Regions from separate parts of the Mus musculus genome. Here regions 1, 2 and 3 are each linked to region 4. The links are chromatin contacts, called in public HiChIP or PLAC-seq and Micro-C maps. All regions are on one chromosome and are shown on one strand. Each heading gives the region's core, a stretch centred on a gene start, on an enhancer-like site or on the middle of the called end of the contact. The rest is flanking DNA. Distances are from core to core; before and after follow the strand shown.

Evidence for each region. Hi-C and Micro-C count contacts between places; a contact is called where the count stands out from the background. HiChIP or PLAC-seq counts read pairs in DNA pulled down with a chosen protein or histone mark.
Region 1: a Micro-C map of embryonic stem cells shows a contact between it and region 4, with 3 times the contacts expected there. The contact joins the promoter of Braf here to the promoter of Tmem178b in region 4. A contact is called at or near these places in 6 of 484 Hi-C or Micro-C datasets (cerebral cortex, cortical neurons, embryonic stem cells and 1 more) and 1 of 9 other capture datasets (adipose tissue).
Region 2: a contact with region 4 is called in an H3K4me3 HiChIP or PLAC-seq map of neural tube, with 5 times the contacts expected there. The contact joins the enhancer-like site here to the promoter of Tmem178b in region 4. A contact is called at or near these places in 7 of 484 Hi-C or Micro-C datasets (cerebral cortex, cortical neurons, embryonic stem cells and 3 more), 15 of 115 datasets of contacts at active chromatin or transcription factors (craniofacial prominence, differentiating embryonic stem cells, embryonic forebrain and 7 more) and 3 of 9 other capture datasets (embryonic stem cells, liver and pancreatic islet).
Region 3: a contact with region 4 is called in an H3K4me3 HiChIP or PLAC-seq map of neural tube, with 5 times the contacts expected there. The contact joins the enhancer-like site here to the promoter of Tmem178b in region 4. A contact is called at or near these places in 1 of 39 promoter capture datasets (embryonic stem cells), 19 of 484 Hi-C or Micro-C datasets (astrocytes, cerebellar granule neurons, cerebellum and 11 more), 19 of 115 datasets of contacts at active chromatin or transcription factors (SST interneurons, VIP interneurons, astrocytes and 11 more) and 2 of 9 other capture datasets (embryonic stem cells and pancreatic islet).

The regions. Positions count from the first base shown.
Region 1 is chr6:39,720,218-39,727,522 of GRCm38.p6, forward strand. It overlaps Braf (Braf transforming gene), which reads right to left and starts at 5,246. Exons shown (of 22, transcript NM_139294.5): 1 at 4,890-5,246. The coding sequence starts at 5,078.
Region 2 is chr6:40,014,314-40,020,844 of GRCm38.p6, forward strand. The region is part of intron 2 of Tmem178b (transmembrane protein 178B); the gene reads left to right. Among named protein-coding and RNA genes, the nearest start is that of Tmem178b, 150 kb to the left of the region's middle. Within about 2 kb of position 5,253, at least 6 of the 459 cell types and tissues checked have an H3K27ac peak or open chromatin away from gene starts, as enhancers often do. A contact at or near this core is called in neural tube, where this site is marked.
Region 3 is chr6:40,065,539-40,072,869 of GRCm38.p6, forward strand. The region is part of intron 2 of Tmem178b (transmembrane protein 178B); the gene reads left to right. Among named protein-coding and RNA genes, the nearest start is that of Tmem178b, 200 kb to the left of the region's middle. Within about 2 kb of position 5,648, at least 32 of the 459 cell types and tissues checked have an H3K27ac peak or open chromatin away from gene starts, as enhancers often do. A contact at or near this core is called in cerebellum, cerebral cortex, craniofacial prominence and 7 more, where this site is marked.
Region 4 is chr6:39,867,303-39,873,686 of GRCm38.p6, forward strand. It overlaps Tmem178b (transmembrane protein 178B), which reads left to right and starts at 4,134. Exons shown (of 4, transcript NM_001360978.1): 1 at 4,134-6,150. The coding sequence starts at 5,769.

The DNA.
Region 1 (7,305 bases), core at 3,996-6,495, 150 kb before region 4:
AACAAATAAATAAAAATAAAGATCAAGAGAAAACACAGAAAGCAAGATAACAATAGAGGGAGAAAGAAATAACTGCCTAAAGTTAGGTATAGACTGTCAAGTTGCTTAAGACTACCATGGCTCACTAAGTATGCTAGCAAATTGGTTAGTAAAGACTGAAAAAAAAAAAACAAAAAAAAAAAAAACAAAAAACCATTCCCTGCCTTCAAGACTGTCATTGCATCTACAAAATGTTTAAAAAAGCAATGTGGGAGCCAACAAGGATGCATGCCTTGATGCACTAACATGAAGTGATCTCTAGCACTATGGTAAAGAAAGCACAGCATGACCTCAACAACTAGAAAAAGCTTCCGACAGGCCCACTTCTTCTGAATTCCGAAGTTCTGTAACGATCTATAACTGGGGCTTTCCAGAAGAACCAGCATAGGTGAACTGGGCAAGAGGAAAGAATACGGGACTGCAAACAATTTAACTTTTGAGGAAGGCAAAATCTAGCAAGAGCTGCTGACAAAAAGGCTTATCCTAACAGGAATCCAGGAATAGGAGCAAACAAGATTTCTAAAACGAAGGGGATTATGGCAAGAGGTTCACGAAGTACTCACTTAAATCAATATTAAGTTGTCAACGAAACAAAACACATTTCTGCAGCTCTAAAGGAGAAAACACGTTTATGATTGGAGATAAAGGGGAAAGAAGAATGAGCAGGCGCTCGGCTCCATTGTGTGACTTGGTAGGTAACAAGCCTTAGAAAACACCAGAGCACAGTGAAAGCAACACGGACTTTCTTCTTTGTCACTGAGAACATGGCTTTTCAGCTGCCATTAGACTATTTGTCCTGATCGTAAAACGGTGGAGAGAAAAACAAGCAGAGTCTGATTGCTCTCGTCTGCTGTACTACTGTAATCTTTCTGGCCTCCAAACACAATTAAATCAAATCTGCAATTACATTTAAGACATTCCATAATCCAAGTGTCCAGTCCAACATTCCTTTTGGTCGACTTAAAATAGATTGCCAGCATATATAAGCAACTGATACAAGATAACTCTTTTTAAATAAAAGGGTGAATGGATGCCTAAAGGAAGGTGTTAAGTCAGGAAAAAGAAATGGGTTCAGAAAGGAAGGAACACAGCCATGCTGAAGACAGCCAAGCCACTTCATAGCTTCCCCCTCCAAAGGAAATCTTTGCATATACCTAGACAAGTATTAATAGCAACAGCTAAAATTTACTGTGCACACACACACCTTCTTACCTTAGTGAGAATACCACTTTCCAGAGGTATGATGCAATCTAACCTGGCAGGGTTCACAAAGATGTATTTTAATACAGTGGGCCTCATTATAAAGTAGATCCCATCCTAGAATATTCCCTAGCCAATGCATTATTATAATTATACAGCTTAGCCAAGGCTGGCTAAGAGATCTTGAAAACAAAAAATAATACAGTTGCAATTGCATTACAGTTTTAAGAAACTCTCTTCTCTGAAAACACAGCATGAAAGGCACAGGTAATAAATATCACACCCTTGTATCACACATTTTAAATAATACATACATTATTAACCATCTGGTAATATTATACCATGTGCCATGCCTTACCATATAGTCACAAAAAAGTACCATCAAGGAAATATAAATGGTCAGAATTAAATGCTTAACAGTAAGATTATAAGATACTGAATAAACATTTAGTAAACTCTTGTTATTTATCAGAATATTTTATTTTGGAAACCTATATAGTAATACAAATAGGCCATGAAATCTGTTTATTCTCGAACATAATTTTACATACAAATGTCTACATTCTATGTCGAAGATGCTTGATAACAGCAACTAAAAATAATAATAACCTAATGTCCAAAAAAGTTATCAGTTAAATGATACTTTATGTAGGGACACATAAGTTTTGCTGTACTATTGTTTCAAAAGTTACAAGTCTATATATAAAATGCATTGTGCAAGCACTAGTTGTAATACATGCAAATATTTATAGCAATTATATATTATGGGCACTTTTTGTACTTTTTCCCTAATTTTTCAATAATGGATATGTTTTCCTTTTGTAATTACTTTTTGGTACAGCTGAAATTTCTCTTTGACAAACTTTTTTAAACCCAGGTAAGATAAAAATGTATAATAAAATGTCATTAAACACATTCACAGATTTTCATCTTTCCATCTACTTTAGTAACTAAAGATATTCCTTTAAGTTCATAATAAAAGACAATTAATTAAAAGACCACAGGATACTTCAGTTTCCTCTGAGTTGATGTTAACTTTAAACTTGTTGGGTAGAGGGCACATGCTAGTAATTCCAGCCTTAAGAAGTGGCAGAAGGATCAGAAGTTTTAACTACAGCCTCAGCCACACAGAGTTTCTGACAAGCCTGGGCTCCACCATACTACTTTCCGGAAGAATTTATTTTGTTATGTATATTTGTCATATTTTCTCTTTTTATAGCATCATCAAACATTAAACCCTGGGAAGGGGGCAATGGGAAACATCTGCTTTTAACTAAATAAAGAATACAGTTTCAGGAGATACAAACATGCCTTCAGTTATTGGTGATTTAATTTAACTTCATCTAGCCTAGAGGTCCTCAGGCAGTGTGGTCCATGGGGATTGCCTAGAAAGTGTCAAACAGAAAGTAACAACCCTAATACTCACTACTTCAGAAAGAAGACAGGAGGGGCCAAGGTAAGGGACCCACCCCAGTGCTCTAGCTCTCCCAAGTAAATAGCAAAATCTTCCAAACAGAAATGCCAACTGTCCTAATACCCTGACGCAAAGTTCTCAAGTCAGTGTCACATCCCAGAATTATCCTTGTCTAACTCCATCCATCAACCTGCCCATACTTGGATCCTGGTCCTCACACATCTATACAGTTCAAGACAACCAAGCATGTGCAGCATAGTAAAACCCAGAGACACCTGTGCCTAGTAAGACAAAGGCATATCCGATTCCTGGAGAAAATAGACGGCAGATGTGACCCCTAGCATTTCTCCATTAAAAACAATGTATCCTAAAAATAAATTTCCATGTCAACGGAACAAAGTTGTTTATAAATAAGATGGAATGTGGAGGTGTGGGGAAGACAAGAGGAAGTGTCAGCAAGTGAAGTACCAAAAGCCAGGAAACAAGACGGAATGGATGGTAACTAGGGATAAGGGAGCTAGGAAAGGGATGAGGGAAAGAGTGTTATCCTTAGACTGGAGAAGAAGCCGAGGGAAATAAATGCAAATGGAAACTGACCTGAGCATGAATTCAAGTGGTACGTTGGAATTATTTCAAATTAAGAAATAAGAAAAAAAAAAAACTGTGAGAAATGTAGGGTGGCTCAAATGATGGTACTGAACACATTCTGGGTAGAGATGGTATCAAAAGATGGAAAACAAACATTATTGCAAACAGACTGCTAACGATAGATGGAGAGTGGAGGATGAACATCCCAAGTAAATATAATGAAGCAGGAAAAAGAACACTGTAGAGATAAGGAGGTAGTACGAGAACTGGGAAACTTAAGTAGCAAGTTTATCTTTAAACAAAATTTATCTTCAAGTAAAATCAACAGAAACAAGTCACTCTCGACAACTGTTTGTAAAATACCGTATTCTAGCCAATTGTTTGTAAGATATGGTATTGTTTATGCGATACAGTGCCCAAATGGTAAATGTAGTAAGTTTTACATACAGAGAAAAGAGAATAAATTAGGTAATTTGACAATGTAATAAGTTGAATGATACAAGGACTACCAAAAGCCAAGTACTAAAGACTGGTAAACACGAAAGATGGGACGAAAATGGGAGCGAGCCAGATCACTTAAACCCACTAAAAACAAGCTAGCACGCAAGCAAGCAAGCAAACAAACAAACAAACAAACAAACCCACGAAGGATATCAACTGAGGTGTGTATGTGCACTGAAAGACTAACCCAAACTGCCAGCAGTGCAAGGGAGCAAAGGGCCAAGTGAAACCTGATGGAATCTTGACAGCTTTGGGGTTCAGGGAGTGAATAGCTTGCAAAGTGTCCAAAAGGATTTGTGAAGATAACAACGGATTACAAGGTGACGGTGCAGTGGAATGAAGTAGAGGCACTCAAGGGGACTAGGGCAAGAGAAGAGCAAAAATGCTCTTCCGTGGAAACTAAGGTTAGAAGCAAGTAGGTACAGTTGAGAAATGAGCGGGGTGGTGGATGAGGATAGAGGTTTACGGGTCAGCAAGGGAGCACTGACAAACAGTATTATTCGGGGATCAGAGACCAGGATGGGAAAAGCTTCGGAACAGTAAAATTTGGGGCTGAAAAAGTAAAGACTACACCAAAAAAAAAAATCATCCCCTGGGCAAAAACCGGTCAAAAGAAAAATCCCCCAAACAAGTAGCAAAGTGGGAAGGGGACAAGGGCCTGCAAAGGGAAGATAGTGAGGAGAGTGGAAAGATGCGCTCCGTCATCCCCAGGATCAGGGAGTAATCGCACACGGCGGTTCCTAGGGCTAGGGGACCAAGGGGTACTGCCCTGGCCACTAAGCTCCATCCTCGACGCCGTCCCTGCCGGCTAGCAAAAAGGAAAACATCTCAGGGATGCAGGGCTGGAAGCCTCAGCCAGGCGTGACCTTCTCCAACCCAGAGTTTCGCCCCCTCTGAAAAGGCTCCAGCTCTGCCCCCACTGCCCCAATCCCATCTGGGTGGGGGCCGGGGAACCCCCCTGGGCCATCGTGTGTGTTTACGTAGCGAGGAGCTACAAGACAGAGGGGGACACTCGGCCGATAACCACCTCCCCGCCGGCTACCAAGCACTGCCGGGGCTCCTTCTGCTGCCTCGGTCCCTCGCATAAACACTGGCCCGCCGAGCCCCTGACGCGCGAGCACTGGGGGGGGATGGCGCCGCCACTCACCTCTTCAGGAATGGCCGGGTCCGCAGCCGAAGAGGCCGCGGCGCCAGCGCCGGCCTCCGGCTCCATGTCGCCATTGAACAGAGCCTGGCCCTGCTCGGCGCCGCCGCCGCCGTCGCCACCGCCACCGCCGCCGCCACCGCCGCCGCCGCCACCGCTGCTGCTGCCACCGCCGCCACTCAGCGCCGCCATCTTCGAAGCGCGAGCCGGGCCGAGCGGCCGCCGCGGGGCGGGGAGGGGGAAGGGAGGCGCAGGGCGGGCGGAGGCGGGCGCGGAGGCGCGGGGGGCGTGGGCGGAGCGGCCGGGGCGGAGGCCACCTCTGGAACCCGCCGGCGGCCCCGGCGCAGCCGAGCCTGAGGGGATTTGGGGGGGGGAGGGGGCGGAGACGACGAGGAGTCGCCGCGGCAACGGCGTCACCCGCATGTCACGGTCGTGACGTCACCTGGGTGCGTGACGTCATCCGAGGAGCACCCTCGCGCCGCTGTCGCCAGGGGAGTGTTCCTTCTCCTCCAACCACCCTCGCGCTCACACGTTTCTACCCGCACAGTTTCCATGGCTCCGGCTTCCTATTTTTTCTCAGCCTGTTCTGTCATGTGGGATTTACTAGAAGAGCAGGGGGTGGTGTTTTAAAGAAGTTAAAATCCTAGAGGGAAGAAGGCCGGAAAGTCTGTAGTACTTATTACTGCCGTTACAAAGAAGCTCTGGGTGTCATAAAAATAAGACCTTAAACGCCAAGGTTGAAACATCAGCCAAGCCAAATTTCATAGAACTGTCTTGGAGCAGCTAAATTCTCAGTATGGTGTTTGTATCCTGTCCCTAAAGGACTTGATCTGTTGAAGTATAAATGAAAATCTAAAGCTGGTCTTCAGGGTATTTATTGCCTAGTTTCAGTCATTTACTATCAATTGGCTCCTTCCATGCACTAGGACCTGAGGAGAACACATGACCATTTTAGACATCTTATGCATCATAGCTAATTTTTATTCCAAAGAAAATAATTTAAAATATTTTGTAGATCCTGACTGATCCAAGGCATTCTCTTCAAACTGTATATGAAAAAAAGAATTGGGAGAAGAGAATTAAATCATCTCAGAGAAGCCCAAGTTGCAGAAATTAAACCCAATTTCTTTATGTAAATTACATGGTTAAAGTACGTTTAACCAAAGAAGGAAATAATGGAGAGAGGAAGTGTGTTAAGAAAAAGAGAAAACAGGAGTGAAAAACAGAAGCTACCAACACTATTCAGGAATTTCCAGTTTAACTCTTGAGTTGAGTTGTCTGTGTGTCTGTGTGTGCACTTCTATTAATGGAAAGGGGGATGGTCGCCACCAACCTCTTTATTGCATTTAGGATGAGTTGAAAGGTAGAAAGCTTCTGACAATAGGATGTCTGCCTATTTGGTCTGATCAGCACAGGCCCGGCAACTGATGCTTTGCTTCAAGGTAAGCAGTGCACGTGTGGCTGCTTGGTGAATCAAAGCATTACGTTCTTGTGTATTGAAAAAAAATGCCACCAATCAAATAGCTATTCTGTGTTTGCCAATGACATTGTACATTCTCTTCCAAGCAGGGACATTCCCCTGAGAGCTACATTTAAGTCAGAAGATGATCTGACAGATTCGAGTGAAGGAGATGATCACAGATAGAGACTATATTATCAAGCTATGCTAGTTTAAGGCAGTTTTTAAAAACCATAAATACATAATGTCTAAGCATACTAAAATAGGGCCAACAACCAGGCAAGGGACACTTCCTCCTTGATTTTGTCTGAAACACAACTGTTGGGGTTTTGGGGTATTGTTGTTGTTTGTTGTTGTTGTTTAGTCCCTAACTGTCCAGGTTTACTTTAGGAAATTATTCCCTAAGAATGTATCATTATAACATTTTTTTTTACAACATTAAAATTTCTAAGACATTTCTCTTTTGTTTTGTTTGAGACAGGGTTTCTCTGTGTAACAGCGCTTGGCTGTCCTGGAACTTGATTCCCAGAGATCTGACTACCTCTGCTTCCTGAGTGCTGGGATCAAAGGCATGTACCCCCATGCCCTGCCTCTAAGACATTTTCCATGGTTCCATTTTAAACAACATCCTTATCAGCATCAGTCTATACAGTGATCACGTCTTATGTGATTATTTCTTCACAGGATGGCTGGCCTCATCCATTTAAGATGGATTCTGTTAGTTTCCACTCATTCAATTTTTTTTCCTTGTGTGTTGGTTAGTTTTGTTAACTAATGGTGTTCCTGCTGTATGTGTGTGTGTGTTTCCTCACCCTCAGTAAAGGCCTTTCTTCAACTGCTGATCCTGTCTGCTCCTGCTGGCTATGTTTGAGATTTCTCCACTGCTACCAGACAAGCTTAAGATCTTTCCTGCCTTTTACTCTTTAACTGGCAGAGAAAAGTAAATAAAGACCCCGATTG
Region 2 (6,531 bases), core at 4,003-6,502, 150 kb after region 4:
TAACCAAGGTTTATTGTATGCTTGTATACAATTGTCAAAGACTTAAAAAAGAAAAGAGATATGACTACTTTAACCAAGAAACTGAGTTTTAAATTGTATTTGATCTGAGTTAGTTTAAATTTAAATAGTCACAGATGGCCAGTGGCTATTGTATTAAACACAGCCATTCCAAATGAGCAACCCTTATATTTCTTATATGGATGCTGCTTCAAAGTTTTAACTTGACCATGTACGTATTAAAAGCACACTCTTGTAGGTTACTTAGATATCCTGGCCCCTTGCATGAGGGAGAAGAGTGGATATTTCTTTGTATCCATCAGATCCTGGGGTTATGGTCTACCCTTGGGCTTCCAGTACTCACAATTCCAGAACTATCCGAGGCATATTTTGGTCTTTTCTGCTGATCTTGGCTCCATGAAGGCAGAGAGAAGGATAAGAAAGGAAGGTCTCACTATCTGCCTGTCACAAGAAGGGTCTCTGGGAAGTAGCCATAGAAGGAAGGGGCATTATGCAAGAGGAAGAATCTAGGCTGGGATGCCTGTGTCATGGCATCCCTTGGAGAGCACTAGCCTAGGAGTGGCCCTGCACACAGTATCTTGATTCAGGTTGAAAGGACTGGGCCTTGATCCTCCCACTTTGGTCACTTGTTAAATATGGGCTTTTGAAGTGGGATGGTCTGAAGCATGTGTTTGTCTGTATTCCCTAGAGAGCCCAGTACTGGAGGCTGAGATGAGTCTCCCAGGACCTGGGTGGTCCTGTGGTGAAGTGGGCCTGCTCAGTATCCCATCCCAGTATTTACTGTGTAAGCATCCTCTGAAGACATCTGAGTTTTCTAGGAAGGTAACTGAGACGGAAGAGGTAGGAAGTTCCCCATAGCATTAGGGAGAGATGCCCTTGGACACTGAGTGTAGGATGCTGGGAGTGCAGAGCCTATGCTCTTATGCCCATCCTCCCGCAGGAGCCACCCACATTGTCACCCATTGCCCTTCTGTTCTCCCAGTGGATCACTCCCCTCCACCTTCACCCTTCCTCCACTCTGCCTGCTCCTCCAAGCCGCTGCCTAATGTAAATGAGGCAATGAGCAAGCAGGCCGCACACCCTCCATCTAAGAGCTGGAACATGCAAAAGAAATGAAAGGAAGCTATTTATTTTCCACTTCTCTGTTTTTCTTCTTCATTTAATTACTGGTATTACGACAGGATTGTTTTCTATTGCCTTTCATTGCAAATGTATAGTATTTCATCTACATTCTGAGCTAAAGATTTTTTTTTTGTGGGCTACCCTAAAAACCCAATAATCATTTATAATAGACAGGACTTCTTTGGAAATGGGTTCTGAATTCTAAGTGACTCACAAATGAGGTTTCTAGAATAGAAAGCTGGAGTCTTTGCATCTTTCTTTCTAGGCAGTTTTGCCTCTGAATGAACTAGCCATCTCCATTCTGCCCACTCCTGCCTTTGTTAGGGAAGACCCATCTCCCCCCAGACTTGACACTCCCAGCCCCCTCTGTGAAAGCTGACTCCCCACTCCGCGTTCTCAGCCCACAAGTAGCTGCTGATACAAAACTAATGAATGTCCCTTGGGGTGCTCTTTGTAGGCATATGAATGAAATCCAGAATCCCAACCCAGGGACATCAAGTGTCCTCAGCGGTAGGGATTTTTCAGTCCCCGCCTCCTGTGTCACTTCACATTGGTGAAATGAAACTAATTAATATACATTTCCCTGAGGCTCTCTACTTGGGCACCTGGCACCAAATTAGAAATGAGCAGTGTGAGATGTGTGTGTAAACTCCTGAAGCCGAGAGAGAGGCTGCTAAACATGGGTGTGGAGGTGACACAGTTGACTGACATCAACATCTCTATTCCATCCATCTCCCATCACACTGCTTCACTCCCAGAACTTCAGAGCCTGCCTGGTTACCATGGAAACAAGGAAGTGCAATTGTACACAAGTTATGCCGCCTCCTCCAAGCTCAGGGGCACATCCTCTCAGAAGAATGGGTAGAGGGGAAGGAAAAGGTCCCTATAGCCAGTTGTCCATGAGTGTGGAAGTAGTGTAATACCAGTGGCAAATTCCATGCCAGCTGCTCCCTCACCCTGTCAGTGTAGGACCGTCCAGCCCACCCACCAGCATAGCCTGGTCAGAGTCACATGACAACTATTATCCTCCTAGCCAGTGGTAACCTAGTTCCTACCCTTAGAAACTAAAGGAAAGCTTTTCCTTTCTAGGAAGTTGAAATAATTCCTCATTGGACAGAGTAGGGATGTCTGACTTATGGGTAAGTGTTGAAATCTGGCTCCTTGTTTAGCATAGCCAAGGCAGTATGATTTAATGAAAACCACTAAACCCACTCTGTTCCCTCGTGAAATGGAGCTAAAGGACTTGGGGTCCTGAGTGTTTACAAGTCCCAGTCAGAGCTTTGTACCAAGGAGCTACCTTTGGTGGTTCTTGGAATGACTGCATGGATCTAGCCTTCTTTGCTGGTGATGACTGAGGTTGTGCGGTGTCTGCAGTATTAGAGGTAGGAGTGGGAGTGGCCAGTGAGCCTAGAATCTCTGAGAGGGTGAAAGAACAGGGACATGGGGTGAAGATGGTGAAGGCCAGTGCCAGAGGATGACAAAATGCCATCACTGTATCTAGAGGAGACACAATAACCAGTCATAACAGTGACATTTAAAATGGACCCAAGTGTAGGCGTAAATTTTTTGCAACCCACTTTTAATAAGGGTTCAACCTCTCCTCTAGCCCACCACCCAGAAGAGGTAGTGGAAGAGAAAAGTTATTAGGATATGGGGGAAGTGGACCTGTTCAGCAATAGTTCTTTGAGGCAAGCTCAATGTTCTTTGTCAGCAGTTCAGTCCCATAGCAAACACCAAATATGACTCTTAGCAGCTGCAGATCGGTCCTCTAGGCAGGCAGGCAGAAGGCACAAACCAGCAGTTACAGTCCCGTCCTTTCAGCAAGCAGACACCAGGCAGCTGTAGTTCAATCCTAAAGAAACCGCCAAGCTTGCCTACTGGCCTGGATGGAGGCTACAGAAGCAGCAGGCTACGGCAGGAACCTCACAAGCAGTTCTTGGGCGAGTTTCTCTCAATGGTAGTGTTATTGCAAGTTGAGCTCAACAACACTATGTAAGTTGAGCTAATATATGCGTATCATTAGCAAAGAGTAGTGAGGTGCAACAAGTGAAACCAAGGCTCAGATCCCATCTCCCACTCTCTGTGGGGTCATATTTATACTCTTTCATCAAGCTTCCTTTAACATGTTTGCTATATCTAAATATCCTTTCACCTGTGTCTGCTTCAGGAAAACATTCTTTCACGTGTTTGCTTTAGCAAGACATCCCTTCACCTGTGTGCCCCAGCAAAACATTATTTGACACAACCAACTTTCCAAAGAACTAGAAGTTTCGGCTTCACCCATATACACCAGTCACTTATTCAAGTAGGATGTACTGTGTCTCTACCATTCACCAACAACTCTTGTAGACTTTGGATGGAAGAAACCACAACAGCTGCATGTACGGAGCTTTCTGTCTTGTGTGGTAATAATGATCGCTTAGTACAGATGTTCCAGGGACTCTGTTAAGTCTTTCGTTTGCACTGTGTCATAGAAATACCAACTACCATGAGGCACCTGCTCTATCTGTTTGGCACTTGAGATTAAAGAACTCATTGAGGAGTATGAATGTGGATGGAGGAGGCAGAACCTAGACTCTGTGAGAAGCCATCAGTGGTATCCTAAGTCTCAGATAATGTTTCCACATAGCAGTGATATGTGAGACTCATTTTATAAGGGGGCAAGGCCTCCTGCTAAAGAAATGGGTGTACTAATGTACATATAAGTAATGTGGGGAGAACTGAGGTTCTGAGACTCATGGGCAAGGTGCACACAAGCTCCTGTGCCTGTTTTGTAACTTCCCTGTAGATGTGCAGCTCCTGATTCTTATGTCTGAGAGTCGTATGTATCAGTAATGCCTATAGGCAAGGAATACTAGAAACTTCTAGAACACAAGTTGTTCTTGAAGTACAGGAACTAATTAGATATTTTTGTTGAGCTGATACTTCCTTTTTCATATCGGGAAATAATCTTACATTCAAACTGAACAGGCATTTGGTAGGGATTGTTCCTTCCAAAACTCGGGTTGATATTTTGATATTTGATTGACATTCAGCTAATGTTGGAAGGATGGGGCTGTTGAGAGAGATCAGATTATGATACAATGAAGGGCTTTGCTTTTCCTATGGGACTAGATTAGTTGTCACATGGGTGAATTGTTAGCTTGTATGGTGGTTCACACTTGTAATGCCCGGACTTAGGAGGCTGAGGAAGGAGGACCATAAGGTCCAGGTCAGCTTGGGCTACATAGTGAAATCCTACCTCACCATCTCCACCCCCCACCCCCACCCCCCAAATAAAAAAATGTGGGTTGTCCCAAAGTAAGGATGACCCTTGATTCTTGCCTCCTTTGCACAACCACTTTGACTATGAATTGAAGTAGCATGAGACCCTCACTGGCACTGTGATCTTGGACTAGAATCATAGGATAAGTAAATCATTTTTCTTTACAAATTACTCAGTATCAGGAAGTCTATTATAGCTACAGAAAATGGACTAACCCACGTTTCTAAGAAATGTATGAAGCATGTAATTTTTGGTCTATAAATCTTAAGGCTGACCTTTAAAAAAAATCCTGTTGTTAAGCAGATCCACACTTATCATAGCCATTAGCTCAAAAAATTAGTTTCCATGTATATTTTATTTATATAAATTAGATACACCAAGACCAACCCTTGTTATTTTTTTCTTTTCTAGTCAACTGAAAAATATTAGGATTATTTGTGAAATTTTTTCATTTAAACTAGTTGTTTATGAACTCAGATTCAAGGAGCCCCTCTTCTGTTTTTAAAGTGTGATTCTTATCCAGGAGTCAGGAGAGGGAAAGTCAATGAGTGCTGATCACTTACTCTCCGAAGGAGGGAGGGTTCTGCTGTCTGCTCTCTTCCTGGGTTGGATCCCTGAATAATTAAACATGGTCCTGGCTCCCCTTTTCTTTCTTGAGGTTAAGCCTTATAAAAATTGCATGGCAAAGGACTGGCGAAGGAGTGGCTGGTATCTTCCATATCAGCTGAGGGGAACCTCCAGAGTTGTTTCTTAATATCCTGCACAGGCTTCTGGGAATATGAGTCTCCTTCAGCTGTGATGAAAGCGGGGGAGGTGCAGCCAGGTCCCCTCTGGACGTGTGGTTTCCCTCACTACCCTGGGCATCCTTCAGGAAGTGCATGGATGGAGCACTGTTTCCACACTCATTACTGATCAGCTTGGTCGTCATTGTTGGCCTCATCATTAAATATTTATGGGTTGCTGAGTGAAAAGCAACTGTTGGACAGATGGGGCACCCTTTTCAGAAGCCTCCCAAGACTATCTAATTCATCTCTTTCCCTGGGATGGAGTCTCCTGAGAAAGAATCTCCAAGCATGAGTTAATTGATTACGATTGGTATTGTTTGTTTGTTGGGGGGAGGAGAACACTTGATTGCACTTTAAGGACTTGTGAATGCAATTTGAAAGATGCTATAGTTCTTTTGAAACATTTCCCCCTTATGGGTCAGTATATAAAGTACATATAGTTTCTGGCTAGGATTTAAATTGGGGGTCCAATAATGTGTGTGTGTGTGTGTGTGTGTGTGTAAAGTGAATAAGACTTGAAATCCTATAGACTAAGGCTGAGTTAATTGAAGAGCTGTCAAGGAGCTTGAAATGTAATAGTAAATCCAGTTAATTTTGGAAAGAAGGAGGACATTTGAGACAGATGTCATCTTTAAATGCCACTCTGGACTGCAAGCATTTAACCATCATCTGAATCTTCTGCATTTCTCTGTCCAGTCCGTCCCTACAGACGTAACCCAGCCACAGGTCCACTGAGTAGGGGGAAGAGCCTCTCCATCCTCCTTATTATCATCACATCTCTGCATCTCTTATATTATCACTTTCTTCCTTCATCATCTCGCTTATCACAATTACCAATTAAGACATGATTATTATGAAAAAATTGATGGAAAAATATAAAAGAGGAAAAAGAGTCACCCAACTTGTCACTATCAATAAATAAATAACTGCTATGAAGTAGATTCTTTGCATTTCTTCCTGTAGCACAAACATTTCATATATGATTTTATATCCCATATATTATTTATAATTATAAGAAAAATTATCTGATTGATAAATATCCCCTTGTTATTAAGGCTTTTCATAAACATAATTTTAATGGCTTCACAATATTCTACCATATGGATACACATAACTTATTTAGCCTTTCCTATAAAGTTAAATGTAACTTATAAAGTTTATAGTTTCCTATAAACTTCTGCATAACTATAATGTTATAGTGATAATTTTCATGAATAAATGGTTATGTTTCTGATAATTTGTTTAGAATAAATGCTGAGAACAAGTACAGTTGGGTCAAAATACAGAAACTCACGTTAGGTTCATTAAAATTTTTTTAGATTTATTTTATGCACATGAGAG
Region 3 (7,331 bases), core at 4,398-6,897, 200 kb after region 4:
ATGCCAGATGATGTGGGAGTTTGATCATCTCTAGAGCTGGAGATGTTCAGTTTCCTTGTAGTCTTCTGACACTGCGCAGCCTTTAAACTTACATTATTAAGATGGGTGTTATGGGTGTCTATAATCCTAGCACCCTGGAGGCTAAGGAGGATCTTGAATTTATGGCAAACCTGGGCTACATATGTCTAGACCAACCTAGGCTATGTGAGGAGACCCTGTTTCAAAACTCAAAGACCAAAATTCCAAACCAAACTTCTTAAATCAGTGTTTTTTAGCTTTATTATTTTTCAAATCACCACTTTATTGCCATTATTGTTAGCTGTTTCTTTTTAAACTGGCTTAAATGTATAGGTTTTAAGAGTCAGGAGAGAATGCTTCATTTGGTTTTCTGGAGTTTGGTTGATGAAATTGTTATTTTCTTCCCAGGGCTTTCTGAAGCTGCAAGACTGTCTCCTCCTAACATTGTTATTTGTCTTGTAGACTCCTAATTTCCTTAACTCATTTTCAGGAAGGAGCCCTTTCTCTCCTGTGATGATTTTAGCCACCCTTCTTGAGACCTTTCTGATCCCATTATCTTTACCAAGAACTGAGCTCAAAAGAGGCATTCATCATAGCATACCACAGTCTTATTCCAATGGTTTCTTAGGGTAGAACGAGACAAGTCTTAGTATGGGGTCAGTGAGCCTCGTTAGATAGGAGAATGTCTACTATTTGAGTTTGGGATGAAGGATGACTCAGAACGGCCATTGACTAGAAGTATCATGATGGCCCAGGATTCTATCAAGGGTGTCAAGGGTGATTTGGGCTGTGTGATTAGCTATATAGAGAGACTTGGTTGGGAGCAAAGTAGGATGGGAATAGTTTAGAGGGCTGTCTAAGGTCAATGAAGAAGGATGGATCACATTAGAGGTAAGAAGGAGTCTTATTTTTAGGGTTATCTGATTTCCTTATTTGACCTTGAATGTTGTTCTCTGAACTGGCCCCATACCATTTACCTTCTGAGTGAGTCCCTGTGTATAGTTATATTACTCCTTTAATTGTGCAATTAGATAGATGTTCAATTCTGCCAGACTGACTAGTGCATATGAAACCTGAAAAAAAAAAAACCCATATACTTTTAACGCTGATTTCCTTTTTCCATGCTAAGAGTCAGCCCACATTACCATAATGCACTTAGAACCACCCCATTTTGGTCTTTAGTCTGTAGATTGTAATCAATATCTTCTGTAGGACTTATGTAGAAATTGGATTTCTGTAAGGCAGATAGTTTATGTAATAAAATTTAGATAACCGATATTATCTACATTACATTTTATAATTATAAAATACATTGAAAAACATTTTTTCATCTTATGTGCCTAAACTCCAAGGTTAGAAGGGCTGCTTAGTTATCATCTGAGTATTCAGCCCCTTTGTTTTACAGAGGATGCCTTCTGAAGGTGAAATGGCTTGGATAAACCCCTGTCATGTAGGTGTTCAGCAAGAACTCTTCCACATGGTCTGATCTTATCCTAGTATATTGTATCAATTGCAATTAGAATAGTGTAAAGCCTCCCTCCTTAGTGATAGCCTAATAACAGGAGCTACCTTTAGACATTCTTGGATGTGACAGGAGTGATCTGCCCCATCATCACTGTCAGATGGGGGAAGATAGTGTCCCATGACCCACTGGCTGTCCAAAATGACACTGCCCAACCTCTGAGAGAATCCTCTGATATTTGATGCCCATGGGAGGACCTCCAGTCTCCCATGCTTTGGCCATGGGAGCCAAAGCATGCTTTGGGTAGACCAGTACAGAAGATGTGCAACCCTAAGCAGCCATTCAGCAAGGAGTCAGAGTCCTCTGTGGTCTATAGTACTACTGGGTTTGCCCTATGATTGATCTGCATTGCACATTGGTGCAAATAATCAGGCCAACTCTGGAGGCTGAGAGCGCTTTGAAAGTGATGGGATTTTTAATGAAATTTACTTAAATCTAAATTACAAATGATCACAGGTAGAGAGGCTGAGGGATACTCGAAGACACCGGACTGTAGAGAGAGTCCTTGAAATGTTTGCTTATTACAATTATCACTGTCCTTTTTTTCTGAGGATCTTCTGAACTTTCTTTGGGGTCTAACCTCAGGAAGAATTATTGCTCATTATTTCTTTCTATCCCATTCTCCCCCCTTCCTCTCTCTCCATGTTCGATCCCCTACCCTCTACATTTGCTCTCCTTCCTTTTCTAAGTAAGATGAATACTTGGTCAGGTTTCTCCTTTGTTGTTGCCTGGGCACTTACAGCTAAATTAGTTCACATTAACACATGAGTCGAGTCCACATGCGTAAGTGAATAGAAAGTCTGTGCTGCACATTTTAATGTCTGCCTCTTTGCTTCCCTTTTGATGCCTCTTCATCTCCCCTTCTCCCTTGTGCTCTCAGTCATTTGTAGTTTGCACTACCTTGATGAGCTTTTGGTATTCTTTTCATCAACCTTCAGTCCTTTCTGAAATGCAGCAGGATGCAGATGGATAGCTAGCAGTCTACCCGTCTCTGTCCTGAAATACTGAAACGAGGCGATGGAACACAGTGCGTAGCCAATGTGTTCTCTTCTAAACCTCACGAGCCACTGGTTCAGTCTTCGATTGCACAGTGAGGAGCCATTTGAGGCTTTTGGGGGATGTCCTCTTCCTTCCCCGCCTGACCTGAACAAGAGTCACACCTCCTCTGTGCACTGATACCCCTTTGCAAATGTCTGGCCCCAACACACCTGTGAATCACTTCCCTGTGCCTTGGCTGCCTGTCAGGGAAGCCTGAATAGTTGGATCATTTAAGGAATCCAGCTGTTCCATTATTATCTTTGCACGCTCTTGTGCTCCACTTACTTCTTCATGGTGTTTACCTTAAAGCCTCTCAAGATCGTTTTCCTATGGAAAGGCAAACAGATTCAGAATCTTGCCTACTTATCGCAGTCTCTGAGCGGGAAATGATCTTCCCGAGCAGCGGATTCATCTTTTCTTGTTTGTTTCTCCCTCAGACCTATCTCAAAAGTCCTTTCACATATTGGCAGTTTTTGAGCCTGTGGCCCATCTGCCCTTCTGACAGATTGCCCAGCCTCCTGATGGAAGACGGTGTGCCTTTGGGCTTGGGGGCCCTCCCTGTACTCCCAGCTGTCTGGTCCACGCTCTTGTTCTGAGTCAGCTGTTGGGGTGCCTGTGTGGCCTCCTTTAGATGTCTCCCCTTTCCCTTCTCTAAGATTATATCTGATCATTCTGCTGAAATGGTACCTTTCATCTTCTTTCTTGTGCAAATATTTACTTGTAGACATGACATTCTGTTTCTGCTTCTCACCAGTAAAGGTTTTTGCTTATTTTTCTAAGCCTAGGTGCCCACTTTGGACCCAACACTGTCTTTATTCTTTGTTGCAGCTTTAGTTTTGATTGCTGACGCCTTACCCAGTTCTTACACAGATAAGTAGTTTGTCTGTAAAGAAAAGAAAAAAGAGATTTTTAAATTTTAATTAATTAATTAATTTATATGAGTACACTGTTACTGTCTTCAGACACACAAGAAGAGAGCATTGGATCCCATTATAGATGATTGTGGTCTTCCATGTAGGTACTGGGAATTGAACTCAGGACCTCTGGAAGAGTGGTCAGTACTCTTAATCACTGAGCCATCTCTCCAGTCCCCACTGCCCCCAAAGAGATTTTAAATTAAAGAACTAAGAGCTAGAAAGAATCCTCTTTTTCTTACCCTGCCCCCAAAGCCTGTTACATTTGTCTTCATCTTTTCACATTTGCACACACCCCTGGCTGCACACACCCCTGGCTGCACACACCCCTGGCTGCACACACCCCTGGCTGCACACACCCCTGGCTGCACACACTCTAGGCTGCACACATCCCTGGCTGCACACATCCCTTGCTGTCCTGTTTTTCTGTCATTTGTTCCCTACCTACTTCTTCTGTTGCCTTTGGAGCTGGGAGTTCTAGTCTGGTTCTTCCAAAGAGCTGTTTCCCATTAGGCTCCACATAAGGGGGCACCCCTCTCTGTGCTGTCTGGTGCTACTCTTTCCTTTCCTTGGTGCTTACTCAATTGCCTAATCTTCCCCTAGAACTGATCTGGATGTCCACTCAATTTCTCTACTCCACCTCGTCCATCCATCAGACCAACAGATGCTTGTCCCACCCCACTAACAGCCTTGGTCCCCCTCCCAGCTTTGTAAATAAGGACCCATGGGGTGATGGCACTGCGGAGAATTACAATGGCTTTAATGGCAAGAAGTGTTGAGTCAGAGGGCCTGGATCTCAGACACCCTCCCCCCTACTCCATTGTGCTAGGAGATTATGCAGGTGCCATAGTTATTTAGCTTGTAGTTTGAAGGGATTCCATCCATCATAGTGGCACAGGCATAGCTGCAAAAGCAAGAGGGTAGTTGGTTCTGCTGCCTCGGCAATCAGAAGCACAGAACAGACAGGAAGTGGCCGGGGCCTTCCAAGGCTATAAACCTCAAGGACTATCCTCAGTGACCCCCTCCAGAGAGGCTCCACCCTCTAGAAGTCCCAAATCCTTCCAAAACAATGCCACTATCTGGAAACAAAGTATTCAAACACCCGAGCCTATAGGGAACAGTTAACATCCAAACCACACTACCAGGTGACTTTTCCTGTATTAAGAAGAGAATGTACTTCGTCAGTCTCACATTTTCTGCACTTTGACCAATTAGGCATTTTCTGTTGACTGCTGCCTATTGTGAAAAGAAACTTCCTGACAATCGCTGAGAGCAGACTGGATCAATGCATACAAACATAAACATTTTAAAGGCAATTTGACAGCACGAGCAAAATAACACTAACAGATTTTGCTCTAAGTGTGTGACCTCCCCAGCCGCTAATCCCAGGATCGCAGTACCAGCATTACAATTTCCTGCCTTGGAACAGACCTCAGATTTAATGAGAAAACTGTTAGTTACTCCATAATAGTCACGCCACTGTTGTAGCAGTGGGATACCCAGAGATCACGTCTTCCTCAACAAAGCTCAGGTAATATCACAGAAGAGAAGACAGCAAATGTAAGAGCACCCAATGAACTTACAGCTGCTGCAGTTAACTGCACAAGATCGAGATCAAGCCAGCCAAAATTCTAGTGTAGGTAGGGTAGAGGATCTCCAGGCCCCACCCCTTACTGTTGCCATTGGCAGTTCAGAACTGCTAGGGCAAGAAGAATCATTCCTTTTGGATAATATGGCCACAGGTCAGATTTTTCACGATCCTATGAATGGCCCAACACCTATTCGTTTATGAACATCACTAACCAGACTTTGTGGGTTATTAAAAAAAAAAAGTCGTGGATTTAAAAAGGGTGTATGTTAGAAAATGAGGGATGTTAAAGGGAAAAATGGGGAGTATTTCATTGTTTATGAAACTTTTAAGAGTAAATAAAAACAATTTAAAACAAAAGTAAGGATGATGCATTGTGGTTCGGGGCTGTTATAACAGCCCAACGCAGGGAGAGCAGCCTGCCCTTCAGAGGGTGAGGAGTAGGAAGGAAGAATGCAGGAAGCTGTCTGGTCCCTTCATTCCTAAAGGCTCCCTTCTACCCTGTTCCCTTCCTGCCTTCCTGCAGATGTCTTTGGCCTCTTTCTGTTTTTCAGAGCAGATGGTCCCTCAGAGCTCAGGATTTGCTACACCCATCTAGCAGCTGAGCGGTACAGGATCCAGGTTTCAGATTTCTAGTAGAAAGGGAAAGCTGTTTGGTTCAGCTTGAACAGCTGTGGCAGGGTAAGATGTAGTGGCTCTTAGAACAAATGTGGCTGTGGTGGTTCTGAGAAGAGGGGCGGGGCTAACTAACCACTGACAAATGTCATGTTTACTGTCTGTCCTCACAAGAGCTTTCCAGGTAGACTTTTCCAACTTGAATCTTGAGCCACTATCTTGAATGTCAACAACCCCATTCTCTCTCTCTCTCTCTCTCTCTCTCTCTCTCTCTCTCTCTCTCTCTCTCCCTCCCTCCCTCCCTCCCTCCCTCCCTCCCTCCCTCTCTCTCTCTCTCTCTCTCTCTCTCTCTCTCTCTCTCTCTCTCTCTCACACACACACACACACACACACACACACACACCATCCATCCATCCAATCAGCTCAGTCAGATTTCTGTAGCATTCCCCCACTAGCCCCTTCTGCCTTTCCTTTGTTACTGCCCTTCTGCCTTTTCTTTGTTACTGGTAAGCTGCCATTGGATAGTATATATTATCTAGGTAGACGGTCATCCCTTGGAAGATTGGAGCCTTCACTGGGGTCAGTTCCTAGCTGATGGTTGTGAACGATAACCACCTATATACACTGCTCATTCTCAAGTGGTTATACTTTGTTCCAAGACAAAATGGTTACTCACTTGAGAGATTCCTACCTACCCCTTACACACTGCCAGCTGGCTCTTCTTTAATGTCAGAATTGTGTCAAGAATAGCAGTTTCCCTAATTGCTTTCTTTACCTTTTTGAGAGATAAAATTGTCAGCAGGACAAGGCAAGTATCTATTTGATGTTCTCCATGTAATAGACTTAGGCCTCCAGGAGATAGCAGGAGCCTGCATACCCCTGCTATAGCTGATTCTGAGAACTTTTTGCTTCCTATATTGGGAAAGTGTTATTTACTTCCTACAGTGGTAGGAGTGTTGTGCGCTTGATTGACTTAAGCAAAGTGACTGGTCCTCTCTCCTATTTCAGAAGACTCTCTGGGAAATCTTTGTATTGCTCCCGAGGCCTTCTGACATCACCATATAGCAGACTTCCTTTCTTATGAGAAGCCTTTGGAATGAGCAGACAGTGCCCATTGTCTGTTATTTTTAAATAGGTTAAACCAAGATTTGCATCCCTGTTGGTAGAAGTGGGCAGACCTGCCCAGGGTGAGAACACACAGTCACTGCAAGGCTCCTTTGAAACCTCTCTGTTGAGTAATCATGCTGACTTCCTTTCTGTGTTGAGGGAAATGTACCACTCTCTATCTAGAATGAGGGAGAGAACTGACAACTATGGTTCATGATTCCTGCCCCAAAATGGGTGTAATCACAGAGGCAAGAACACTTTTATTCTTCCACCCTTCTCCCAGGTATGAGGACAGTGACAAGAACCTTGTTTGAAGAATGGTAGAGATGATGCAAGAATTCCACCTTCCACTGATGGGAGGTTTAGGGTCAGCAAATTCGTTTTAAGGGGGAAGGTGCTAATAATAATTAGCTGTCTGCTCATAATAATTAAGAAAAGCAGTTTTGTTCAGCCCAATGTGGGGCAGCAAGTATTTGACAGCTCACCAGTTTCTTGCCTCCATCTGTCTTTTCTTAAATGTAGACCCCCC
Region 4 (6,384 bases), core at 2,884-5,383:
TATGCACATTCCTCAGCCTTGGCAAACTGATTTGGAAGGGACAAAGTGAAAAATCATTTTGGGGTTACACATAGTGTCCAAATTGTACAAAGCTAATTATGAAAACAGAAGTATACCTTTAACTCCCCCACATGGAGGGCAGAGGCAGTGGATCTTTAGGAGTTTGAGAGCAATCTGGTTTAGAGAGAGAGTTCCAGGACAGCCAGAGATGGACACACACACACACACACACACACACACACACACACTGTCTTTCCATGGATGAATACTGATACATATTTACCAACTTTTGTTTTGCTTCCAACTGACAACATGAAAGAGAGAATTTGCAGATGGAACTAGGTATGTGGGTAGAATAAATATGGCAGCTGAAGCCAGCGTGGAAGGAGTTGTCTGAGTTATCTTTCTATTGCTGTGATAAACATTGTGACCAAAAGCAACTTGGGGAGGAAAGGTTTTATTTCATCTTACAGCTCCCAGGTCACATCCCATGCCTGGGGGTGCGGGGTGGGTGGGTGGATTCCTGGCAGGAACTGAAGCTGAGGCCGTGGTGGAATGATCGTTTCTAGCTTGCTCATCCTTCTTTCTTACAGCACTCAGAATCACCTGCCCAGGGGTAGTACCACTCACAATGTAATGTGTTCGGCTCTCCCACATCAATCAAGAAAATGTCCCACAGCCTTTCCTACAGACCAATCCTATGGAGACATTGTCTTAAGATTCTCTCCTCCCAAGTTACCCTTGATTGTGTCAAGTTGACATAAAAACTAGTCAGAACAGGTGTGAAACAAGTATAAGAGGGCGCCTGTCTGCTCTGGGTGGGCTGTGTTCCAGGAAATGAAGATACATCTGACGATATCTCAGCCTCTGTTGATTACATAGAGAAAGCTGGCAGAATACGAAGATTGCTTCAATCAAAGGTGTGTCTGAGTAGATAGACTTCTTAATTTAAAAATTGTGAATATTGCAAACTGATGATCAGTTTGTAAGAGCATAAGGCATGAGAGGAAGTTGACTTGTGGGCTCCTCTGAGGAGAAGTGGGGGTGCAGTAGAATTTGACATTGCTCATGAAAAACCATGACAGAATGCCAGATTTCCTTAATAGGTGTACCTGGCCGTTGCTGCAGCCCAGGGAAAGAATGGGTAAATGGGTACTGTGTGAGCTCCATCTCTATGGAGATCAAGTGGCTTCGTGATGGCTGATATCAACTATGAGAAGGATGTCTATGTGAGAGATGGGTTAGATACCACCCCTGGGTCTCCCGAAGGCAAAAAAAGAGTAAGAGCCAATGTCTGGAACATAGGGATCTAGGGTAGGGTTCAGTATAAAGAAGAACTGTAACCATCCAGTCATGGAGCAGGCTGCTCGCGCCGAGATTTGCCTTTTCCATCATGTCAGGTGTGTGAGCAGACGCTGGTCATTCACTTTCTGGGATACTTTCTCAAGAATCACACATCATTTTATGTTTGACTCTGGAGTCAATTCTGACTTCAGGGCAGTATTATTATGAGCAGGAAGAAACACACAAAAGAGTGATGCTGTAGCTAACAGGGAAGAGAAATTTGAGGCTAGATCCTGCACTTAAAAAGAGTAGATCATAGTTGGGTGTGGTAGCCCACACCTGTAATCCCACCACCTGTTAGGTTATGGCAGGAGGACTGTAAGTTCCAGGCCAGCCCATGCAATTTAATGACAGATTGTCTCAAAAAATAAACTTGAAAAAAAGATGTGTGTGTGTGTGTGTGTGTGTGTGTGTGTGTGTGTGTGTGTGACTTGGATGTGGTGGATTGAATAAGAATGGACCCATAGATTCACATATTTGAATGCTTAGTCATTAGGGAGTGGCACTACTTGAGAGAGATTAGGAGGTGTGGCTTTGTAGGAGTTCATGGAAGTGTGTCACTAGGGGCTGGTTTTGAGGTTTCAAAAGCCCAAGCCAGTCCAATGGCTCTGTCTTCCTGCTGCCTATGGTTCCGAATGCAGAGCTCTATTGTGATAATGGACTAAACCCATGAAACTGTTAAGCATGTCCCAAATCACTTTCTCTTATTAAGAGTTGCCTAGGTCATGGTGTCTCTTCCACCACAATGGAACATGAAGACAGGGGAGGTGGAATACCTTCCTAGACTGCACAACAGTTTGGCTCCCAGTCAAGCACACACACAAAGATAACAACTAGGACGACAACAGCAACATCAACACAAGAAGCAATGCTGTCTAGGTGATCAGCTTCTTAGCCCTAAGCATCAGTATCATCTCCAATATGATATATGGTGGCTCAAAACAATCACACTTAAAAGGAGGGTACCAACCAACAAACATCTTTTGTAGGATTTTTGGGTTTTCACCAAGGACAACAACTTCAAAATGGTATATTAGTGATATCCAGGAAAGAGGAGGGCAGTACCCCACATTGGCTCCCTTCCTAAGCTGGGCCTAGGACAGCACTGAGGGCCACAGGATAGCAGGCAAATCTTTGAAAGTAGGCCAAAGGCCGTGGAAAAAGTTAAAGAGTTGACCAAGAGGGGAGCAAGAGTGGATTGTGGGTGGGTTGTGGGGGAGGGGTGCTGAAAGAGGAGCATGCGTGCTTTTCTGCCTGGGCACTGCCAGTGATCCTTGAGCTGGCTTAAAGACCCGAGAGGGAACCAAGAGACCCAAGCTGTAGAGATAATCTTGCTTTGACTTCCCACTGACCTTGTCAGTTCAGTTTCCCTTCTATTGTCATATGCAGGTACCCTACTAGGTGAAAAGCACTCCCACTTAGCTTTAGGGGTAGAAATAGCTTTAGTAGTGTTTGCATGTATGCCAAATGTATCCCTATTTTCAAGGACACAAATAGAATTGAGAAAAAGATAAGGAGAAGACACCCTGGCCAAAGTCGCTCAGCTTTATCAGGGCATCCCAGGGACCTCTGAGGATGATGTGGACTAGCAGGTGCCTGTAACTTCTAGACCAGCCGAGCATCATCTAAGAACCAAGTAGGTAATCCTAATGACTTCTCTTCACGAAGTAAATCCCCTTATAGAATTCAAGACTGAAAAACAAGGCACGCCCCTCCCCCACTAGATGGCACTGAAACGCCTTGTTCGCGATTTTCAAAATGCAGGGAGGAAAAAAAAAAAAAAAGACAAAAAGAATATGGTGGAGGTGCGTTCCTTTCGACTCACAAGTCCTGCTGTGCAAAGCTGGGTCCCTAGGGCACTCTCTTTTCCCCAGGGCAGCTCTTTATCCCTCAGTGGGGAACCCCGACTTTGGAGAGAGGGTGAAAACCGAAGGGTGAGCTTTAGAATGAAACCCCTAGTATGTGAAGCTGGATGGGAGGCTCCCAGCTTTGCGGCTCTGCTTCACGTGAGAGAAGCAGGGGGCGGGGTAGGGTGGGGATGGATCCTCTAGCTGGGGCCCACCTCTTCAAGGTCTGGAGTCTCGGTCCCACCTCAAAGAGGCCCTGCGGAGGCTAAATCCAGCGGTCATAGGGAAATCACGACAAACCCTATACCGAGGTTGCCTATAACTTCCTCTCCTCCAAAATCAACTGCCCTCTCACCCCACAGCGGCTCTCTTCTGGTCTTGAACGGATCAGTTAGTTGTCCCCTTTTCTTGCCGAAGAGTAAGGACAGGTGTGTGTGTGTGTGTGTGTGTGTGTGTGTGTGTGTGTGTGTGTATGTGTTGGGGTGTCGGCCGCTGGCTCACGGCTGCTCTCTGCTCAGTTCCAGGTAGAAACGCCAGTAGCTAGCAAGGTAGTGCTTATAGCTTTCTGGGGAAAAACAAAGATCAAACGAATAGGAGACACTAGAGGCGGAAACCGAGGTGCAGGGGTTCTCCCAGAGCCGGTTAAAGACCGTTCTCTAAGCATTTTCTTCTTTAAAGAACTGTGGCGAATTTAAGGGACTTTTCCACGGTCAAAAGAGAAACGGGAGACGTAGGCACCAACACTAAATTTATAATAATACACGTAAACATGCTACATATATGTATATGTGCATTAATATGGATGTGGTGGAGCCCATACCTACCTAGACACCATTGACTTGCCTGGCCAAAGAACAAGGCTCAGACATTTCGTGCCTGGAAAATGGTGTGGTTTAACTTTAAGAAGGCTAGAAAAATAAGAGATGAGGCTCACGTTGCACGGATGACATCACTAGCTTTTGGCTGCGCGCTCCGTGTTCTCGGCTGTGGGTTTTAGCCAAGGCTGCAGCGCCTGGAGGCCGAGCGAGTGACAGCGGCTTTCTCGGGCGCCCACACCCGGGCAATGCGATTTCTGGAGCCCCTGGGGTGCAGCTTGGGCTCTCGCTCCTCTCGGGCGTCGCCTGAGCCTGAGAGGCCCGGAAGCCTCTGCAGCTCGAGGAGGTAGGGAGGTGAAGCCGAGGCGCCCAGGCTCCCCCACCCCTCTATCCCCCGCCCCATTCACCCCAGTGCGGGGAGCCGGATCGCGGGACGCTGAGGCCGGGACGGGATATTCCACACGAGGCCGAGGGATCCCTAGTCTCGGCACCCGGGTGGGCTGAGAAGAAAATGGTGCAATCTGAGAGCGGCTGACCCCAGCTGGTTAGAGCAAGCGGTGCTGGAGTGCTTGGGCTCAGGTGGCGAAGGGGGCGGGTTGCTTCGAGCAGCCGGGCTCCGGGTTTTCTTCGTGCTCGCAGCATTTTCTCAGCACCTGGGCATCTCGCACGCGGGGCTGCGGAAGGCCAGGTGAAGTGGAGCAGAAGGGATATTGGAGAGGGCCGGGTGCACACACTCCAGGAAGAAGAAGGCGCTGGAGAGAGCCGCATGACACCGGGGAGGCTGGCGGCTGGGCGGGCAGCTCGCCACCCCTGAGCGACCTGTCCATGGTGTTGAAGGAGCTCCGAGCGCTCCGGGTGCGCCCTCCTCTGTGCAGTCCGTCCCTAACGCCCGTCAGCTGCCGCCCAGTCTCTGCAAACCCCGGGCCCTGAACAGTCGCGTAACGCCGCCCGAGTGTCCCCGCTGTCCAAAAGCGGAGCTGTCTTAATGGGGAGGCCAGAGGCAGGCCATCCGGGAGCTCGCGGGCAAAGGCTGGTAGAGACCATGCGTCTGCGGGCAGCTCGCTTCTGAGAGCACCCGTGGGGTCGGCAGGAGTCAAGGACCTAGTGGTGATCAGAGGACTCAGGCTTTGAAAAGACCCAACCTGGAAAAGAACAGTTCTGGGCACGCGTCCCCGGCCTTCGGCTGCAGACCGAAAAGGGGAGGAGAGTCCCAGAGAAAGAGATCCAGGCTGCACTCCCTACTCCGGGCAACCGGCCGTGAGCGCGATCCGTCCTTCGGCGAAGTGTCGCGTCCTCAGATCTCCCTCCCTATCATTCATTCCCAGGAAGCCAGGACTGTCACTCCGGTCAGCAAGCTGCACAGAGAAACCCAGCAAGCCTCGCCGTGGTCGAGAGCACTTGGTGTTTAGTTTGTGATTGCTGGGCGGCGTGCAGAGGCGGACGGAGGGTTAGGACTGTTGCCCCCTGAACGGTGGGAAGTGGCCGTGCTGAGTTCACCACCGCGAGAGGAGGCTGCACCTGCCCGGAGGATGCTCAGGACCCTGCGGGAGCCTCTCCCGATCAGAACTTTTTAGGCTGCCCGCCTCTACTCCCGCAGTCCCCCAGCCGCGTACCCGCAGGTGGGGGCCGAGGGGGGCGCCGCGGCGCAGATCCCCTCCCGTATCCACCCCTAGCTCGGCCGCCCGCCGCTTTGTTCCGGGCGCGCGGAGGGAAGGCGAGGCTGCGGCGGATCATGCCCATGGTGTAGCCGCCAAGCGGAGGCATGGCTGCCGGAAGGTTACTGCTCTATACGGGGCTTTCGCTAGCGCTCTGCGCCCTCGGCATGTTGGCTGTGGCCATCTGCTCCGACCATTGGTACGAGACGGACGCCAGGAAGCACAGGGACAGGTGCAAGGCCTTCAACACCCGCCGGGTCGACCCCGGCTTCATTTACAACAACAACAACAACTTGCCTCTGCGCGCCAGCCGCTCGCGCCTGGACCGCTGGGAGGGCAAACTCCTCCGGGCCCGGAATCGCCGGCAGCTGTTCGCTATGAGCCCCGCGGACGAGTGCAGCCGTCAATACAACTCCACCAACATGGGCCTCTGGAGGAAGTGCCACCGGCAGGGCTTCGACCCGGAGATCGCCGCCCTCATACGGAAAGGTAAGCTCGAGGCGCGAGGCGTGGCGCTGCAGAGAGCCAGGCACTCTAGGTAGGCCCTGCAGCCCCTTGCTTCTCCTGGTGGCCACAGGCTATGGCATCTCCTGGTTTCTGAGTGGTCCAGTTAGGCAGGCCTGGCTGAACCTTGGCGTGGGCAGAACTTGCCTCTCCATAGCTGATTGTGGTAAAGGCTTCACTCTGTTGGCTCACCTGCTGTCTTGCTCTTATGGGTCGGGA